2 separate regions of the Mus musculus genome follow, and region 1 is linked to region 2. A link is a contact called in public HiChIP or PLAC-seq data. All regions are on one chromosome and are shown on one strand. Each heading gives the region's core, a stretch centred on a gene start, on an enhancer-like site or on the middle of the called end of the contact. The rest is flanking DNA. Distances are from core to core; before and after follow the strand shown. Region 1 has its middle 22 kb from the start of Gm35592. Region 2 overlaps Flt1 (FMS-like tyrosine kinase 1).

Region 1 (2,700 bases), core at 85-2,584, 200 kb before region 2:
CAAGTCCCCAAGGCTCAGAAGTTAAGCCCTGTGATGCTATCTTTTCTTCTTTCACTCTTCCCTAAAGATTCACAACAGGGCCCCGGAGAGATGCTCAGAGTTTACAAGCACTTGCTATTCTTGCAGAGGTCCTGGGTTCATTTCCAAACATCCATGTGGCAGCTCAAAATTGCCCTTAACTTCTGCTCTAGGGGATCAGTGCTCTCTCCTGGTCTCCATAGTCACTGTATGTATGTGTGTATGTTGTATGTATGTATATATGCATGTATGTATGTTGTGTGTATGTATGTATGTATGTATGTATGTATGCATGCATGCATGCATGTATGTTGTGTGTGTGTATGTGTGTGTATGTATGTGTGCATGTATGTATGTGTGTATGTGTGCATGTATGTATGTATGCGTGTATTGTACATGTATGTATGTATGTGTATGTAGTATATTTATATGCATGTAGGCAAAATACCAATACACAAAAAAATAAAAAGTAAAATTTTAAAACAAAAATTATAAATATATTACATAGGAAATATATTTACAAAGGAAACACTGTTAAACCTTTTGCCTTCCATTACTTTTGATCATTGAAACAATAGTCAAACGTGCCTTCTGAAAACTGTTATAGCTTCAATCTAGAATGTTCTCCAAAGACCCATATGTTAAAGGTCAGTCTAGTTAAAAATTGGGGTCTAGTAGAAGGCCTTTAGAAACCTGGGGGGGGGGTGTCATCAAGGGGAGGGGTATGTAGCTGGTTGTGACTATGTGAACACACCCATAATCTCAGAGCTTGGGAGACTGAGGCAGGAGGATTGTAAGTTCCAGTATATTCTAGGCTATATAATGAGGTCCTGTTTCAAAATAGGAGAGAATAAAATGGTATGTGGGGGGGGGGGTTTGACTGTGGGACACTTCGCTCCCCCTCTCTGCCTCTGAGCTCTGCAGTGCTATTCGTCTCTGCTGTGACAGTCTGCCTCTCAAGGCAGCAGAGCTAACAGAGCTAGCATGGGTTGGTGCTAATGGAATCTTTTCTCCTTAAAAGTCGGTCATCAGCACTTCCTTGGGCAATGGAGAACTGCCTCGAACAGAGACTCGGAATCCTGCTTCCACAAAGTTCTCTCTGGGGACCCTACTAGCATCCCTTACTGAGAAAGCCAGTCTTCCGGCTGTGATCGTGTCCCCATGTCCTCTGGATAAGAAACATCAAAAACTTCCTGTTCCCAGGGGAAAGGATTTCACCTAACATTCCCAATAAAGTCTAGTAAATAGATGTGTGAGTCACTTCATTGAGTTCTCTGAAGAAAGGTCCATGAATAGACTCTTTTATGAGTCACTTAGATACACTTGCTAGATGAGAACTATCTCAAAGTGGTTTCTATAAAGGGGAGGGGGGTGGTAGAGAGATGTGTAGAGCATTTCCTCTTCTGCTTGAGCAAGCACAAGCTGGGGAAAGGCTCACAGCTCTGATTCACGCAGTGCCGTGGTTTCTCCTTGTCCCGGGCCCTGGGTGCATCCTCAGATCCCTGCTGTAGCCGTGGGGCTAGAGAACTCTGTACAGCAGTCCCACTGAGATGAAGGACGCACACAAGAACATTTGGAAATTTGAGGATCTGCCCACCACTCGAAAGGATGGCCGGACAAATGCACAGCCATGGGGAGTTGGGGACATCACTGTCTTTCTGGATCTTTCTTGATCCTCTGAGCATGGCCACTGTGTCATACCTGCAGGACCCCGGGAGGACTGAGGAGTCACCATCCTTTTTTATATCAAATGGGATAAAACTTAGTGTTTATGGGATTTTTCTGAAAGAGATATAGGGAGGCTAGAATTAGCTTTGAAATAAGCCTGGGGTTTGAAGCCAGAGGTTGGCTAGGCTACAGGTCTTACAAGAGTTGGAGTCAGGAAGGGAGAGACAGGGAGAAGGGGGAGAGAAGGAGAGAAAAGGGGGAGGGGGAAGGAGGGAGTGAGGGAGAGTGGGAGAAAAAGAAAGAGAGGAGAGAATGGGGAAGACAGAGAGAAAGAGGTGGGGGAGACAGACAGACAGACAGACAGACAGACAGACAGCAGATGGATCTGGAGCCTAGGAAGAGATGTGTTGCAGAGCTCCGAGATGGGTGGGGAAGAGAATGTTCCAGTGTTCACAAAAGCTGTCTGTCTGTCCAGGAAGACAAAGGGTCCAGAGCCCCCTAATCAGAAGAGCATGTGCTGGTATAATGCCTTGCTGACACGTTCTAAAATTTCCTCATAAGTTCTGAACAGAAACCTGTCGGCATCTTTCATCAGGTCTCTCTCACAAAACCAATGCACCTGTGCTAGGCAGGTCCTCCAGGATTTGTGTCTGTGTGTCTGTCTGTGGGTATCAGGACAAACAACCTTGGACTCCTCATCCCTTAGTCTCCCAAGCAAGGGAAAGAGGTTCTTCCTGCTACCATTGAGAGAACTTAGACATAAGTTCCACCAGACACTGGGGTGCTTGGGAAAGGGCTTCTCCCGTGTCTCCCATTTCATCTGGCATGAATGAGGATGGACAACCTGGATGCAGACACAGTCTTTGTCCTCAACAGACTCATTTCCAACAATTCTCAGACAGTAAACCCTTTGCAGAAAAACTGTAACAAGGTGGCTGACTTGTGGTTTTACTGATGTGAACAGACACCATGACCAAAGCAAGTCTTATAAAGACAATATGTAATTGAGGCTGG
Region 2 (2,798 bases), core at 88-2,587:
GGAATGAAAAGAGGGCTGGAGAGATGACTAAGAGGAGACAAGCCCTTCTTGTCCTTGTCCTTGAGGCGAGTTGAATTCTCAGCACTCACATAAAAGAAAAATAAATAAAGCAGGATGAGAAGAATCTGATATTAAAAGGGGGGGGTGAATCAATGTGTGTGAGCGTCTGCGTGTGTGTGTGCGTGCGTGCGTGCGTGAGAGAGAGAGAGAGAGAGAGAGAGAGAGAGAGAGGAAAGTCAGAGGATCATTTGCAAGAGTCAGTCCTTTTCTTCCACACATGGGTTCTGGGGCTCGAACTCAAGCCTTAGCAGCAAGCTCCTTCCTCACTGAGCCACTGAGCTAGCCCTCGGTGGGTATTTTTAAGTACATATGGAAGGGTCTGAAGCTCACCTTGTTGACCGTGACTGCTTCAAGGAAGCAGATTAGAGTGGCTTGCACTTTTTACTCTAGCACCTCAGACTCCTTACGTTGACTTTCGATCTCTTATTATTTGTCTTTTCCGGTGCTGAAAAGCTTTGCACACGCTAGAGCTGGGCTCTCCCACTGCAGACATGTACACATACACATGCACGGGTGAGCATATACATGCGTGCACACACGCCCCTTCACTGATCTCCATATTCATACTGTTGGAATATTTTACAGAAACACTTTTTAGTATCTTTAAAAAAAAAAAAAAAACAACTAAGATTATGAATACCTCAAAAATGAATGATAGGAAAAAGAGCAGGCGGGACTCAGTCTAGAATCTAGACTGTTGGTTCCTGGACTGACACAGATCATCTCCAAGAGTGAAGTTAAAGGGGGTGGGGGGAGGTTAAGGACACTTGCTGTCTTGTAAAGGACCCAGGTTCCATTCCCAATGCCTACATGGTGGCTCAACCATGTGTAACTCCAGTGCTGAGGGTCCTGGCTGGTGCCCTTTTCTGGTCTCCACACACATGGTGCCAGCACAAGGCTATACACATTAAAAAAAAAAAAAAAAAAAAAAAAAAGAGCCGGAAAACACAAATCCTTGTTGCCTGAGATAACCCTTGCATTCCAGGCGTGAAGGTGGCTACAGAGAAAATAACACAGTTCCAAGGTGTTACATACGCAGTTAGCTTGATATCGTAGAGGCCCCCAACCTCTTTCCTTCCTGGTGACTCCCTGAAAGGAGACTGGGAGGGAAGGTGTGGGTGGGCCCCCTGCCTGCAGGGCTCTTGCCTCACCTGTTTTTGCTAGAAGGGAGGCTTCTGGAAAGCCGAGGACGTGAGGTGCCAGTTCTGAGTCAGCACATTGTCAGCACAGCCGGGTCCACCAGAAGGAAACGTCCGGTGACTAACCCCATCCACACGGCGGGCCTCAGTGCAGTGCAAAGGATGTTGGCTCAGGCGGGGTGGGAGGAATAAAAACAGTCTGGCTGGTGACTTGGCCTTTCGCAGAATGTGGGGAAGTTAATGAAGCAAGGACAAACAAGGGTTGCAGGCATGCGGCCTCCAGTGCAGGGCAGTGCGGAAGCAGCCCCATTGTCCCAGAGCCCTGACTTTTCCTTGCTTCTCACACAGAGGGGGCCACAGCCAGTGAGTACAAAGCTCTGATGACCGAACTCAAGATCTTGACCCACATCGGCCATCATCTGAATGTGGTTAACCTCCTGGGAGCCTGCACGAAGCAAGGAGGTAAAGGAGACGGAGGAGGCCTGCGCCATCTGCGCCATCTGTCTTGCTGAGAGGGGAGCTCTCTACTCACAAGGCTCCCTCCCTCACCCCGCCCCAGTCCTTCATCGTTAGAAAGACACTCCATTTTAGATCTTCTGGGTCAAATGGAGGGCCTTTTCTCTCAGGATGACTGGGGGAGTTGAACGTGAGATGGTAAAGGTTTAAGAGGCTACACACCCCCTGCAGCTTCCCAGCAACCACACAGGGTGGTTGTAACATAGGAAATAATCAGAGAGGCCCCTCCTTTCTGATCAGCTCTCAAGACAGGTAACAGGAACATGGCTGGGCTATAAACTGTTGAACCCCCAGTATGCCCTTGCTGGTCTCTCTTCCCCTGTGGCAAGGTGAATACTTGGGTGTAGGTGTGAACGGATGCTCAAGTCATGCCAGTGGCGCCAAGGAGTTGTACAATAAATGGTCTTCAGTTTCCCAACACGAAGCAGAGGTGGAGGAGCATGGGGAAGAAAAAAAGGGAGCCAATGGAAGGAGACACTGAGGGCTGGGAGGCCAGAAAGAGTCCTCGTGAACCAGACAAGTTCCCCATAGCGCCTAACCGTGCATAAGTCGAGCGCCTGCCCCAGTGACAGCATTCTGCGTCCCTCAACCTTGTACCTTTGAGATGTGAGCCTCCAAGGCTGGGCAGCTGAACCCCAGCCAAACCTGCTCCTTGGTGGGGAGACCCCAGCTCTAGAAGCAACTTCCTTTCTGGAGCCCTGAGGGATGAGGGGGTGCTTCCTTCCCCCCAAACTGTTTTCACTGCAGAAGGGTGGGAAGAGGACAGGTAGCCTCTGTGCTCAGCATGGCTGGCTCTCTTTGAATCATCGGGGTGGGGAAGAAGAGAAAGGAGTATTTTGTTTGGTGACATTTAAATATCTGTGTTCATAAAACTTTATTGGAAGAGGGCCATGTTCTCGGTTATATTAACAAGGCCGGGTTTTGTGCCACAGAAGCTGAATCGAGCCTTGACTCATGGCCTCTAGTCTCAGGTGCACTCTCGGGCCCTACCCATATAAAACCAGGTTGGTTTGAGGTCTCGAGGGCTGACCGGAAGCTATTGAACGGCTGTCTGACCTGGTGTGGTTAAGCACGTGTTGTTTG

What was found. HiChIP or PLAC-seq counts read pairs in DNA pulled down with a chosen protein or histone mark.
Region 1: an HNF4G HiChIP or PLAC-seq map of pancreatic cancer cells shows a contact between it and region 2. The contact joins two enhancer-like sites. A contact is called at or near these places in 1 of 15 datasets of contacts at CTCF or cohesin (the NIH/3T3 cell line), 2 of 484 Hi-C or Micro-C datasets (bone marrow-derived macrophages and nephron progenitors) and 2 of 115 datasets of contacts at active chromatin or transcription factors (pancreatic cancer cells and trophoblast stem cells).

Annotation. Positions count from the first base shown.
Region 1 is chr5:147,785,720-147,788,419 of GRCm38.p6, reverse strand. No RefSeq gene overlaps it. Among named protein-coding and RNA genes, the nearest start is that of Gm35592, 22 kb to the right of the region's middle. Within about 2 kb of position 1,334, at least 52 of the 459 cell types and tissues checked have an H3K27ac peak or open chromatin away from gene starts, as enhancers often do. A contact at or near this core is called in pancreatic cancer cells and trophoblast stem cells, where this site is marked.
Region 2 is chr5:147,588,625-147,591,422 of GRCm38.p6, reverse strand. Flt1 (FMS-like tyrosine kinase 1) reads left to right here. Exons shown (of 30, transcript NM_010228.4): 19 at 1,548-1,661. Among named protein-coding and RNA genes, the nearest start is that of Gm35383, 70 kb to the left of the region's middle. Within about 2 kb of position 1,337, at least 60 of the 459 cell types and tissues checked have an H3K27ac peak or open chromatin away from gene starts, as enhancers often do. A contact at or near this core is called in pancreatic cancer cells and trophoblast stem cells, where this site is marked.